Linked DNA regions of Sus scrofa: regions 2, 3 and 4 are each linked to region 1. A link is a contact called in public Hi-C and HiChIP or PLAC-seq data. All regions are on one chromosome and are shown on one strand. The core of a region is the stretch at or near the end of the contact, and the rest is flanking DNA. Distances in the headings are between cores, read along the strand shown. Region 1 holds the start of STMN1 (stathmin 1). Region 2 holds the start of MTFR1L (mitochondrial fission regulator 1-like). Region 3 holds the start of EXTL1 (exostosin-like 1). Region 4 overlaps PAFAH2 (platelet-activating factor acetylhydrolase 2, cytoplasmic).

Evidence for each region. A called contact is a pair of places that touch in the nucleus more often than the background predicts. HiChIP or PLAC-seq counts read pairs in DNA pulled down with a chosen protein or histone mark.
Region 2: a contact with region 1 is called in a Hi-C map of heart right ventricle, with 4 times the contacts expected there. The contact joins the promoter of MTFR1L here to the promoter of STMN1 in region 1. A contact is called at or near these places in 1 of 5 promoter capture datasets (liver) and 2 of 47 Hi-C or Micro-C datasets (heart right ventricle and liver).
Region 3: a contact with region 1 is called in an H3K27ac HiChIP or PLAC-seq map of skeletal muscle. The contact joins the promoter of EXTL1 here to the promoter of STMN1 in region 1. A contact is called at or near these places in 1 of 5 promoter capture datasets (liver), 10 of 47 Hi-C or Micro-C datasets (embryonic fibroblasts, liver, mesenteric adipose tissue and 4 more) and 1 of 2 datasets of contacts at active chromatin or transcription factors (skeletal muscle).
Region 4: a contact with region 1 is called in a Hi-C map of skeletal muscle, with 2.5 times the contacts expected there. The contact joins the enhancer-like site here to the promoter of STMN1 in region 1. A contact is called at or near these places in 4 of 47 Hi-C or Micro-C datasets (embryonic fibroblasts, fetal skeletal muscle, liver and 1 more) and 2 of 2 datasets of contacts at active chromatin or transcription factors (alveolar macrophages and skeletal muscle).

The regions. Positions count from the first base shown.
Region 1 is chr6:83,358,215-83,361,613 of Sscrofa11.1, forward strand. STMN1 (stathmin 1) reads right to left here and starts at 2,121. Exons shown (of 4, transcript NM_001009582.1): 1 at 2,089-2,121; 2 at 1,432-1,604. The coding sequence starts at 2,101.
Region 2 is chr6:83,263,447-83,266,839 of Sscrofa11.1, forward strand. MTFR1L (mitochondrial fission regulator 1-like) reads left to right here and starts at 1,905. Exons shown (of 7, transcript XM_021095596.1): 1 at 1,905-2,043.
Region 3 is chr6:83,459,938-83,463,331 of Sscrofa11.1, forward strand. It overlaps EXTL1 (exostosin-like 1), which reads left to right and starts at 1,484. Exons shown (of 12, transcript XM_003356212.4): 1 at 1,484-3,073; 2 at 3,076-3,157. The coding sequence starts at 2,386.
Region 4 is chr6:83,426,455-83,430,034 of Sscrofa11.1, forward strand. It overlaps PAFAH2 (platelet-activating factor acetylhydrolase 2, cytoplasmic), which reads right to left. Exons shown (of 11, transcript XM_005665126.3): 8 at 1,419-1,510. Among named protein-coding and RNA genes, the nearest start is that of PAFAH2, 19 kb to the right of the region's middle. Within about 2 kb of position 2,072, at least 1 of the 83 cell types and tissues checked has an H3K27ac peak or open chromatin away from gene starts, as enhancers often do. A contact at or near this core is called in skeletal muscle, where this site is marked.

The sequences.
Region 1 (3,399 bases), core at 871-3,370:
GTCAGGGTTAATTCCTTAAAAAGTATCTGTCCAGCCTTCGGCTGCATCTCTTCCATGAACTCAAACTATGTGAATTTCATCATCAAACTCCACCAACTCACACTAAACAGCAGAGCAGGTAGGAGATGAAGCACCACTCCAAACAGCCTCTTCCTGGGGAAGTAATTCAGTGCTGACAGTGGGTCAGCGCACATACATAAAACATGTGGCACTGAAAGATGCACAGTACGTGCTACAGCAGCTTAAAAAGGGACCCAAATGTGTGTGTGTGGTTTAAATGTACCAGACTTCAAAGCACTAGCTGTGTTGGTAGCAGGCAGGTTACTACTCCTTCATCCCACTAATTTAAAAATTAAACCACTTACTTCAATCAGGGTTATTGGAAGGGGGGACTAAATGAAAATTTATGTAAAGTTCTTAATGAATAGAATAACACTAAATAGAGGGAAATACACCAAAAGGTTAACAACAGTTATTTCTGTGAAGGAGGATAATGAATACTTTTAATTTCCTATTTATAAACTTCTGTGGTTCTCAATTTTTCTATAACAAGCACATTAACGTTTGCTGACTTTTCCGATCAGTGTTTAGATGGCTACTTTATAACAGAGGTGCTTAGAAAAGAGAAGAGCTAGCAGTTCCCATTGTGCTTAGCGGGTAACGAACCCGACTAGCATCCATGAGGATGCGGGTTCAATGCCTGGCCTCGCTCAGGGAGTTAAGGATCCGGCTGTGAGCTGTGGTATAGGTCGCAGACACGGCTCAGATCCCACATTGCTGTGGCTGTGGCGTAGGCTGGCAGCTGTAGCTCCAATTCAACCCCTAGCGTGGGAAATTCCATATGCCACGAGTTCGGCCCTAAAAAAAAAAAAAAAAGGAAAAGAGCTGTCACGATATCAGTGAGCCAGCTGAGCAACACAATCACATTACTAGCAATTTAAAATGTTTTTATTGTCCAGGTCTCAAAAGACAAAACAAAATAAAAAACCACACACACACACGAACCCAAAAAACATATCAAAACCCCAAAACATAGAGACAAAAAGAAAAAAAGAATCTTCCACCAACAAATCTATTTTTCAAAGAGAAAGCATGAGAAGCATGAACTTTGGTTTCAGACAGACCTGGGTGTGAATTCTGGCTCCGACACTCACTAGCTATATGACTTGGGAAAATGACTTACATTCCCAAGACCATTTTCTAATCTGGTCTTTCAGAGCACACCTACTCTCCAGCGTCACTGCAGAAAAGGAGGACAATGAGAGTACAGGAGAGGGTACGTGTAACAGGAGCCCAGTAAATGATAACTGGTATTTATTCCTCCCACTGGCATATCTAGCCACAATTCTGTTTTCCTCTTGTTATGGAAATAAAACAGATTTGCCACATTACATTAAAAAAATACCCTGCTTTCTGTGAACTGATGTTTACCTTGCGTCTTTCTTCTGCAGCTTCTAATTTCTTCTGAATTTCCTCCAGGGAAAGATCCTTCTTCTTTGGAGGGGAAAGGGGGAATTCTGGGACGGATTCTTTTGATCGAGGGCTGAGAATCAGCTCAAAAGCCTGGCCTGAGGCACGCTTCTCCAGCTCCTTCACCTGGATATCTGGATTTTATGATTTTTATATCATATTTATAACACACTCAGAAAAATAGTTTTCCTGTTCTAATAGGCTGTTCTATTTTCTAAAAACCAAATCAATTTACTGAACAGAATTAGGGCTGATGAAGCAGCTGTGTTTATTGGAAGAAATTATCTAAACACCTCCCAGAAAAACAAAGCTCAACATTTTTGGGCTAATAAACACCATTCTGAGACATCAGTATTTGACAATCATTTTCTCAAACAAAAAAAAGTTGTGCAGAACTCCACATTATGCTTTAGGCCAAGTCAAATCATCTAATAATGAAACAATTAATTATGAGCTGTCAGTACATTCAAGTGACAATAATTTTTTCTTCTTTATAAAACAGATTTCTTAGTAAGACCACAACACTAGTGCCAAATTAAAGGCATAAGACCTGAGCCATCTCCTATTCTCAAATTAGAAGCCCGTGGCAAATTCAGCTTTTTCAAATAGATTACCTACCAGAAGAAGCCATGGTGAATAGAAGACAAGAGACTGGCAGTGTATTCTACACAATCCACTGGCAAGGAAAACCCTGAAAATGATTTTCAAAAGCACGCAATCAAATTTTTTGCATTTCTATGTCATGAATTCAAAGGGACTTCAAATCATATCCATACAAATTAAGGCCAGAAAAATTACTACTGTGAAATTAAATAAGACATCATTAGCCAGAAAATTTTATCTATAAAATACTCAAACACTGGGAAACCTGAATTGAATAGAATGCTGGTTGCAGAAGATCAAGTTAACTGAGCTTGCCTGTACAAAACACACTTCGATTCTTAAAACTAGACAAGGTTTAAATCACAAGATTTTTCTTCCCCTAATAAACTCTAAACTTTCCTCCCTGGCGAGAAGATATTCCAGATTCAACTCAACAGTGAGACCGGAGCCATCTTAACACTGCCTACAACTCATTGTGCAAATGGAACACCCACCCCTGCTTTGTCTGTGTCTGCCATGGTGTAAAACAAAACGCCCAAGCTAATATTAACCAATAATGTCGAACGCCTATTGTTCCTGCGGTTTAAGCTCCTCGTCCTACAGCGGGTAACACTAATTTTATGAACCTCAAGGTTTTAGATTACAATATTTGATGGTTTGTGTAGAATTTTCTCATGAAAAATTCTACATCCCTTCATTTTTTTTTAGGTCATGAATCTTGTAAACCCCAAGCTAGTACCAAAAACGTAGGAATACAGGTTCTCAGCAGCTGGAATTTAAAATCCGAAGCAGCGAAACGATCTAACCCCGGCGGAGCATTAGACTCAACATCAACCCCAGGATGGGCGTGGCCCTGGTCCAGGAGAGGAAAAGCGGCCAGCCGCCCCCGGCCAATCAAAGCACACCCTGCACACCAGCCCCTGGCCCCGCCCCCTTCCTCCCCGCGCCTTTTCGAATCTCCCCGAACTCACAACACCCGAGCCCGCGCGCGTGGGAAGGGGAGGGATGGGCGGGGCTAACGGTCCTATCCGGGTAACTCCGCCCTTCCCGGGCTCGCCCTGCGCAGACGCCCCCCTTCCCTACTCCCGCCAAAAACACCTTGAGGTGGCCCCCATCCCGGGTGCAGCTCGGCGGGTGGAGCAGTCCCCGGGAAAAGGCAGTGGGGTAGTCCTGCCGTCGGCTCGCCGCCTCTTTCCTTTGCTTCCAACCAACCTGCCGCCACCCAAGCTGTCTGCGCCCCCCGCCGCGAGAATGGAGAGCTCTCGTGGGGTGTCACCCTCTTGGAACAGCCCCACAGTCAGTCGGCGAGGGCGCGGCCCTGGTCGC
Region 2 (3,393 bases), core at 655-3,154, 95 kb before region 1:
CTTTTCTTTGACCTGGATGTTCAGTTCTGTCCTTGGTCCCACTCCTTTGCTGGGATTGGCTTGGCAGATGGGCAAGGGAGCATGGCTGGACTACCTTCTGCTGTCTTATTTGTCACTAGAAGGCTTAAGTGACTTGCTCAAAATAAGTTTGTAAGAAATCCCCCATGTAGTTAAGCTGTAGGTCAAGAATCCAACCACAGAGGTTTGAGTTTGATCCCCGGCCGGTGCAGTGAATTAAGGGATCTGGCATTGCCCAGGCTATATAGCATAGGTCACAGATGGGGCTGGGATTTGATCTATGGCCCAGAAATTTTCATTTGCCCCAGGTGTGGCCATAAAATAAATAGGAAAAAAAATTGTTATAGGCTTCATAGTACAACTTAATTATTTTTAGAAACTGATGCTCTGTGTTGAGAAAGATTCTGAAGTTAAAGCCATCATGTTAGAATTAGAGCCTGAGACAGGCATTAGCTAATTCTTTTTTGAGGGTAATTCTTATTTGAGGGTGGGACCATTAAGAGAAACTTGTAAAAGAAGGATTGGAGTAGAATGGGAAAAGGAAAACCCTTGAGCAGAGATCGAGTCTCAGAGCCAAGTCTTGGCCAGATTGCTGGTGCAGGGCTCTGGAGCATAACCCACACTGCCATCCAAACTGGCCTCTTGTACCCTTTAGTAGTCATTGGCTTATGGGGTAGAGTAACTTCCCAGGTTAGGGCTTCCATTCTCCCTCCTGCAAGGGCAATTTTCTGGAAAATGGGGCAGCTGTGAGCAGCCAGTAGAGTTGCTGGGGGATGATTCACTGGTTGGGTAAAAGGGATCTTCATGAAGAACCAAGATAGCATCTGTCACACCAAGGAAAGGCAACTAGAGCGAATTCGCAAGATCTGCCATTGCCCAGGACAGGAAAGTAATGGTTAAAGCATGTTTGTCATCCTGGAAAGAGGGTTGGAAATGGAAGCCAAATTTCATCATTTAAAATATGGTGGGATCAGGGTGGACACCGTCTCTGACCACGGCCAGCTACAGAGTTTACAGGATCAGTGCAAAATGAAAACGCAGGGCCTTTGTTGAAAAAAAAAAAAAATTGTTGTTAATTTCAAGAGGGCAACAGCAGGCACCAATTAGTCTGAGCGTGAGGCCTGTGTGAATGCACAGCTTCTCTCCCCAAGAAGCCAGTCTGTCTCTGGCAGCTAGGACTTGCAACCAAAGAACTATAGCCTGGAAGCCAAGCACAGCCACGTGTTGAGGTCAGATGAGGACATGTGACCCAGGCCTGGATGTCATGGAGACCAGGACTCTGAGGCTTTGAGCACAAAGAGGGAGTGGGTGAGTGAGTCTGGAAGGAATGTGAGTCTCTTTCCCAAAGCATCTGGTGTCTTGCCAGTCTAGCCATCTGATCATCCAACTCACTGAGTATACCTGTGTGTGTCTTTGTGATATACCTAACTGCTAAAATAGAAGAAAGCTACAAAGCCCTGGAGAGCAGAGTCAGAGGAAGAAAGGCCCATTCTTGCCGCAGAGAAGACTGTAGAGGGTCTTGGCTGGGAAGTATGAACTGTGAAGCCACCAGGGCGAGATGGGGCAAAGCAAGCACTAAATCTGGGGCCTTGGATGCCAGAGGGAGGATTCTGAAGTTTGCACTACAGTTGGGAAGAGCAAACACCGATCAATGTGGGGGCCAAGCAGCAACACAGGCCCTTTCCAGAGGTTGGAGCCGGACTAAGCGTGGAGAGTGGTAAGGAGGGAAAGGAGGCCGAGACCAGCGGGAGATGCGACTGGGCGGACCTCGGGGATCAACTTTCCCCAAGGCTCGGACGGCAGGGGGCGTGGCCTCGGGGCTTGTCTCCGCCCTCGGGATCGGCACGTGCCGCCGCCCCGCCCTCCGCGGCTGGCCTGCCCAGGGCGCGCGGGGCCGCGGCTCGGTGCGCAGCTGCAAGGGATCGCTTCCGGGGGGCGGGTCAGCGGAAGTGAGGGTGGTAGAGGCTGGGCGGCCCGCTACGGTAGGAGGGGCCGTGAGGTGAGAGTCCTGAGCCGGAGGCTGAGGTGAGACTAGGTGCGAGTGCCGCCCCAGAGTGGAAGCGCGGCTTTCCGGGTCCGGCCGTCGCGCAGCCTAATGAATGCCAGGCGCTGTGCGTTCGGTGCCCGCGGCTCCGGTGCCCGCGCCGGTTCTCGCGGCAGCCACTGTTGTCCACCTCACTCGGCAGGGGGGAAACGGAGTCCCCGGAGGCAGTTGCTCGCCGGAGTCACCCAGATGCGCCAGAGGCTGCTCGTTTCGGACGCCCCCTCGCTCCTGCCGGGACCCGGCCCCGGGCCTGTGGGTCCAAGGGCCGCCGGAGCTGCGGCAAGAACTTGGCCGACCTTGGCCTTGTCGGGTCGGGCTGTTGCGGGGGAGGGGAGGCGTGTCCCGGGCGAGGTCCCTGGGGTCGCGCAGAGTGTCGGCGCGGCGGAGACCGGGGATGATGGGACCAGGCCCCGCTCGGGAGGCGCTGCGGCTCCTGCGGGAGGCCGTGTGTAAACACTGGGACGGCAGCCTCGGAAGGGGCTGTGGGGGCGCAGAAGTGGTCGGAGCCGGCCAGCGCGGCCAGCGCGGCCAGCAAGCTGGGGGGTCTTCTAGCCGGGCACTTGGGGTGGGGTGGAGGGTTGAACTCGGCGTTCTCGTCCGTTTCTCGATTGGACAAATGAAATGCTCAAGTGCCTACCGTGTATGGAGCAGGCGCTGTGCCCTGCTGGGAAGTCGTCGCCCTTGGGGCAAACTTCACGGCACACCGTTACCTAGATACTGCTGAAGGACCCCAAAGGAAACGCAGGGTGCCTCGGGGTGACTGTCAGGGAAGGGGAGGCGATGCTTGAGCTGAGCTCCAAGAATGATTAAGGATGAACTTGGTGAAGAGGGTGTTGGTGTTTGAAGCAGAGGGAATAGTGTAGACAAGACCATCGAAGGGCTGAAGGGCCAGTGTGGTTGGAGGGCAAGGGGAAAGCAGGTGTGGCTATGAAGTGTGCGGGGGCCAGAGTGGACAGGCCCTGGAGGATGAATGCGGTGAGTGGGTAGACAGGACAGAGAAGGGTGAAGATGAGGTTGGGCCTGACTGCCGAGGCCCTGCAAGCCATGCTGAGGAGTCTAGATGTTATCCTCTTGGCTCTAGCAAGCACAGTGGGTTTTAAGCATGACAGGAACATGATTAGCCAGGAGTTCTAGAAAGATGCCTCTGGCTGTTATGTGAGGGTTAGGTCCAACTGAGTTTGGAGGTGAGTTTGGAGAAGTGGCTGCATGACTAAAGTGAGAAACACAGGGAAGCACTGTTGTGTGGAACTTGTGGCAGGCACTGACTTTCAGCCCAGAGCCTGGAATACGGATGACTTTGATAAAAGGCTTGCACTTAGCTGAGAAAGATG
Region 3 (3,394 bases), core at 234-2,733, 100 kb after region 1:
ATGAATGTTAGCTATCACTGTTCTTCAACCCCCAGTGCCTGGCACAAACCTGGCCCATATTAGTAACCCATTAAGTATTTATTTGCTGGGTGAAAGAGTGAATGAACAGAGGCACAGAGGATGAAGAAATGGAAGAAATGGCCCAGAAGGGGGTCCTAACCCAGCTGGAGGAGAGTCAGGGGAACTTCCTGGAGGAAGGGAGGCTTCGGCTGAGTACTGTGGGCTGAGGAGGGGTTCGTGGAGGAAGGAAGGAGAGAGGCGGGAGGAACCTATGCAAAGGCCCCTCTTGACGGGAGAGAACCTGGTGCGTGCAGGGAGGTCAGTCTCTCACTTAGTACCTGACCCTGCGGTGCCAAGAGGCCAGACCCCCCTGCTGTTGGCCATTTTGAGGAATTCTTGGTGTACGGACTATGCCCCACCCCAGACTGGCTGCCTACCGAGGGCACAACATTCCCGAGGGGGGTCCCTATCAGGGCAAGGCAGGAGGGCAGGAGGCTCTTGCGGAAGGAGCCGCATGGGGCAGGCCTAGCTCTAACTGGGCCACTACCTCATGGTGGATATATCATTCCCTTCCTAGAGAAGAGGGGACGGACACCCAACATCATCCAGCCAGAAAGGGACAGAAGCAGAGTCCACTCCAGGTCTGCCCTGTGGCCGCCCTCATCAGACTGAGGCTCCTGCAGCCAGAGTCTGAGTCTCTCTCACCACTCCAGTGACTCTTCAGTGGGTGACCTCACCCGCTCCTGACTCCCTTCATAGAGCACAGGCCCAGGAACCAAGCAGGGGACCCTCAACGGGTGTGGACGAATGGAGAGTTAGCTCATGCTCAGGAAGAACTTCCCATGCGAACTGGAGCAAGGATCCCATCCCACAGACCTTTTCTCCAGAGCTCCAGGCAAGGGCTGCCCCATATACCTGAATGCCAGGTGCCAGGAATGGCCCTGAAAAAGCAGGGGCTGGAGCTGGATGAGGTGGTGGAGGCGGAGAGGCAAAGGAAGAGGGACCCATCCTGGAAATAGTTGGGAGCACCTTACCCAATCCCACCCCACCCTCAGGCCACTTGACACCTCACGAATCTCATCTGTTGGTGGAACGGGTTAAGTGGAGGGTCTGCCTCCCAGCCAAGAGTGAATCCCCGAGCTGGGCTAACCAGCAGGGAGCTCTAAGGATTTGGGTCAGGAGCTCAGGGTTCAAATCCTCCCTCACTCCTTAGCTGGGTCACCTTAGGAAGAGACCATTCCCTCTCTCACTATACCTTTCTCACCTGTAGGAAACAAGAACGATGATCTTTGGGCTTGGAAGATTGATGTGAGAATTCAGAGACTGAGGCTGCGATAGCTCAAGACCAACTGTGAGGTGTGGGCACTGCTGGTTCTTATTATTAGCAATCCAGAAGACTGGTTTGGAAAGGGTTAAGTGGAGACCCTGCCTCCCAGCCACGAGCCAATCAGAGCTGGCAGGGGTGGAGCCAGGCTGCTGCTGGGAAAGAGATCTAGACCTGACAGATGCTGTCTTGAGCCGGGAGGCAAGACACCAGCAGGGTTTGGGTGTCAAGAAGCAGGGGCTTGGCGTGGGGTACCTGGCCTCTGCACCCAGATAGCTCCAAACCAGAGGGTGCAGGACCCGCTGCTAGAGGTGGGGGGAGGAGGAGCCCAGCTGCCTGAGCCGGGAAAGGGGCAGGGTAGGAGAGAACCAGAACCCAGAGCCCTCCTGGCCCCCTAGGTGGCGCGGGGTGGGGGGGGGGCACCGGCTGCACTCAGGCCTTGACCTCAGCTGACCCTGAGAGCCCACATGGGCTGTAGGGTCTAATTTTAGCTTCAGCCACAGGACCCAAAGCCCAGGAGTGCCTGCCAGTGGGCACAGGGGTGATCAGGGCTGCTCAGGGGCTGCTCCAGCAGGAGGATTGGGGAAACCAGCCCTGCTTCCATCCAGCCCTGCACCCTTTCCAAGCCACCTCCTGTGGGAGCCCTGACGGGTCCCCCATGGCCTGGCAGACGGCCCTTCTCTCTGTCCAGGCCAAGGTCAGGGGGTGCAGCCAGGAGGGCAGAAGGACACTACCTTGCAGTCTGGACAGGGGTTGCATCAGCCTGAGCAGCCCTCGGGGCAGGGGCCCTGCTGGGGGGGAAGGTTTGGCTTGTCCAAAGTCCGAGGAAGCCGAGCGCTGACCACAGGGAGGCAGGGCTGGAGAGCTGGTCCCACCTGGCCTCCTGGTGCCTGGCCTGAGACTTGCTGTTAGACCTTACACAGGGAGCCTGCCCTCAACGGGCCTTCTGTACCCACCTGTACCATGAGGGCACTGTACCTAGAAGGTTGATCCCAGTCCTAGAGACGCGCCCTCTGTCCCCTGCTCCTCTGCTTCCCGCAGCCCTGGCTGTGGGTGGCCACATGCAGTCATGGAGAAGGAAGTCCCTCTGGCTGGCAATGTCTGCCTCCTGGCTCCTCGTCCTGCTGGGAGTCTTCCCCCTTCTCCGCCTGGCAGTACCCTCCAGACCCCGGGCAGGGACCTCCCAAGGCTGGCCCCGCTGGCTGGACGCCGAGCTCCTGCAGAGTTTCTCCCAACCTGCGGAATTCCCGGAAGATGGCCCTCAACCTCCTCGAGCCCCCGGTGGAGGCAGCTGCACCTGGGAAGCTTGCTTTGACGCCTCAAAGTGCAGAGGGGGTGGCCTCAAGGTGTTCGTGTACCCAGCGACTGGACCCGTCTCAGAGACTCACCGCAGGATCCTGGCTTCCATCGAGGGCTCCCGCTACCACACCTTCAGTGCTGCCGAGGCCTGCCTCCTCCTCCTCCTCAGCCCAGACACCCCTGCTGGACAGTGCACCCCGGTGCCCCTGCAATGGGACGGGGGCAGGAATCACCTGGTCCTCGGTCTCCACCCAGCCCCGTGCCCCCGGCCCTTCCAGCTGGGACAGGCGATGGTGGCCCAGGCCAGACCCACAGTGGACACCTTCCGGGCTGGCTTTGATGTGGCCCTCCCGCTTCTCCCTGAAGCCCACCCGTTGCGAGGTGGGGCGCCTGGCCAGCTGCGACAGCACAGCCCGCACCCTGGGATGGCCCTGCTAGCCCTGGCAGAGGAGAGGGCGGGTGGCACACAGCAGGCACCAACTCCTCTGCCTGCCCCTGGGATGGGCACTGTGAGCAGGACCATGGACCCAAGCAGTAAGTGGATCTTTCCCCTTGGGGGCTGGATGGGAAGGGTATGTGTTGGGAGTGAGCCCGGGGGCCAGGGTGGAGGGCAGGATTGAGATGGGTGAACCAGCTCGTCCTGGCAAACTTAAGCCTCCGCTGCAGCAAGAAGGAATCGGGTTAGACAGCAGAGAGCACTACTACCAAGATGGTGATTTGCTGCAAGGGGTGTCCAGGGCACATTCTGGAATTCTTCCTTGGGGATCTTTA
Region 4 (3,580 bases), core at 822-3,321, 68 kb after region 1:
GGTTGCGGGTTCGGTCCCTGCCCTTGCTCAGTGGGTTAAGGATCTGGTGTTGCCGTGAGCTGTGGTGTAGGTTGCAGACACGGCTCAGATCCCGCGTTGCTGTGGCTCTGGCGTAGGCCAGTGGCTACAGCTCCGATTGACTCCTAGCCTGGGAACCTCCATATGCCGCAGGAGCAGCCCAAAGAAATAGCAAGAAGACAAAAAAAATTTAAAAAAAAAATAAAAAAATAAAAAAAAAAACAAAACATAGCTTAGTGCCCTGACTGCACATGGTGCTATGTCAGTCAAGACAGCACATGGCAGGGAGGTCAGCGAAAACCTCCTTGGTGCCATGACTCAAAGTCATGGCCAGTTTGTCAAGCCATAAGCTCTGATACCAGAGCTCCTGCAGTCTCCTCCATCTCAACAGAGGACAATCGTCTTCCACTCAAATGATGGCTACACACGTGAAAAACCTTGATTTCTCTCTTTCCTTTATCTCATGCATCATTAAGTCCTGAAAATTCTAGAAACTATCCTGACTCCCTTCACTTCTCTCCATCCCACTATCTCCATCCTAGTGCAAATTCATCATCTCTCGCCCTGACTCTGAAAGAGCCTCCTTCTAACTGGCTTCCTTGTTTCCATTTGCATCCTGTTACAACCCACTCTTCACATACTGGTTTTTAAATATAAAAAAGGGAGTTCCTGTTCTGGTGCAGCGGCAAGAATCTGACTAGTATCCATGAGAATGCAGGTTCCATCCCTGGCCTCGCTCAGTGGGTTAAAGATCTGGCGTTGCCATGAGCTGTGGTGTAGGTGGCAGATGTGGCTTGGATCTGGCATTGCTGTGGCATAGGCATGCAGCTGTAGCTCTGATTCAACCCCTAGCTGGGAACTTCCATATGCCACAGGTACAGCCTTAAAAAAGAAAGAAAAATATATATATATTATATGTGTATATAATATACTTAAAATCTTTCAATGGTTTTCCTTCATATTTAGAACAAAAATCTAACTTCCTTACTCTGGCCAAAAGGCCCCATGATCTGGCCGCTGCTTGCTCTTCTCACACTGACACGGCAAGCTTCCCTCCACCTCAGGGCCTAGAATGATCTTCTCCTAGAACTTTGTGTGATTGGCTTCTTTGCCTTTGAGTCTTAGCTTATGTTACTTTCTCAAAGAAGCTTCCAGATACTCTAGCTTATCACATTATTTTGTATTCTTCATTGCACCTGGGTGCTGGGGATTTCATTATTTGTTAGTTTCTTTATTAGTCTGTCTCCTCCCACGATAACAATTCTGTGAAGCCAGAGACCTTGGTTTCTTCTTCCGCACTGAATCCTCAGCCCCCGCAACAGTGCTTTGTACATAGTACTTGCTGAATGGATGAATGGTATTAACATACATGCTAACAGCAGCATCACTGGGAAACTCACCGAAACTGGGTCTCCTTGGCTAAAGCCAGGACAGCTGTGGCCCCTCCAAATGAATGTCCCATTATAGCCACGCGGCTCATGTCGATGCTGCCCTGAGGGAAGCCAAGTCAGAAAGCCCAAGTCAGGGGTGCTTTTTTAGGAGCGCTTCATGGGCAAGAGGAAGAAACAAGGAGACAATGGTGCAGAGGCACAATCCAGTGGGTGAGGCCTCCAAAACCACGTCACTAAGCGCCTCTGCCCACTGGAGAGCAGCTGGTGAGGCCACCCCTGTACTGAACAGCCTTCTGTAGGCAGGAATTCTGAAAATCAGAATCTCATCTTTATTTTTATACTCTTGTCCCATACATAATACCTGGTAGATATAATACAGTGTTATGTAGGTATTCAAATATCCATGAATAAGTGAATAGACAGAAATTATGTGACTATCAGTAGCAGAGCACGTTAAGAATAGGAATTTTCTCAATCCTCTAGATCCTGCCTTACAACCAGTCCAGCAGGAGGGATGACACGTGCACCAAGTCAAGGACAGAGCCAGGGAGCTCCTGTTGCCTGTCCATTTTGCTCTGAAGCAAGGACTGTTTGTACCCAAACCAACTCAGGTTCTACCTCTGTTGATATCTGTCCTGACTTTAACCCAGCAGAGTGAGCCTCCTCGCTCTAAAATGCTCAGCAAGAATCTATTTCTGGTTGATCCCAGAAGCCTTTAGGACATGGTTACATAAAAAGCTGCTGCAGCTGCCAGCCAAGGGGCTCGGGAAATCTCTTTAGGCTTTGCTGCCCAGACTCTGCCCTGAACGAGTGGTCTTCCCAACTTTTTTTCTGAGGTTCTGTATCTAAATTCTCCCCCTTTGCTCAGTACCTTCAGATTGGTTGAGGCCTCTTTGGCTTTTTTAATAAATTAATACACTCACATATCTCTAAAATCAGGAGTATATAGGAGTTTCCACCATGGTACAGTGGGTTAGGAACCCAACTGCAGTGGCTCAGTTCCCTGCGAAGGCATGGGTTCAATCCCTGGCCTGGCGTAGTGGGTTAAAGGATCCAGCATTGCCACAGCTATAGCTCTGATTCAAACCCTGGCCCAGGAACTATAGGTGCAGCCATAAAAAGAGAAAAAATAAGTTTTTAAAAATTGGGAGTTCCTGCTGTGACTCAGCAATAATGAACCCAACTAGTATCCATGAGGATGCGGGTTTGATCCCTGATCTTTCTCAGTGGGTTAAGTATCAAGCATCACCACGAGCTGCAGCTTAGGTCTCAGATGTGGCTCGGATCCCACCTTGCTGTGGCTGTGGCATAGGCCAGCAGCTGCAGCTCCAACTTGACCCCTACCCTGGGAACTTCCATATGTCATGGGTGTGGTCCTAAAAAGACAAAAAATAAAATAACATTCAATTCAATTAAACTAAATCAGGAGTATATAGGGAAGTCTCCCCCTAACCCTACCCCCTTTCCACACAGTTGCCCACCCCCTACTCACAAACTGGTGCGTTTTCTGTGTCTGCACAGCTTATCTACACCTACACGGGTAAACATGAATATATACTTCCCCCCCTTTACACAAGTGATACTGTTATCTTACTTTTTTGCATAATAATATTAGTACATAAAGAGCTTCCTTGTCCTTTTTTTACAGATACGTTGTATTTCACCAGAGTACAGACAGCTAGGATCACCAAATCGGTCCCTCTTCTTCCTGGACACACAGTGAGACTCTATTTCCCAGCACTTAGATGTGGCCTTGTGACTGGATGTGAGAGATGGTGGTCTTGCGATAGAATGTGGGTGAAAGTGATTATTTCCATTTCCAGACCTGATCTATAAAAACTGTTCCTTCCATATAAACCTCCATGTCCTTTCCCATTCCTGGCTTAATGGACATGGGGAAGTAGGGTTTCACAAATGGAAGAGGGTAGAGCACTTAGATAAAGGAAGCCTGGATCCCTATGTCAGTCCTGACATAGCAGCACCCGTTTGGGGCTTCACGTGGGAAAGAAGTGAATTTCCCTTTGTTGAGCCACTGAGATTGGGGGCTTATGTGTTATAGCAATTAATATTACCCAAACAAATACATCTATTGTTCCATAGCCCATTAAACCAGCTGTGGTCACTTAGAGGTGAACATCTGGGATACTATCAATCTCTTGTTATTACAAACG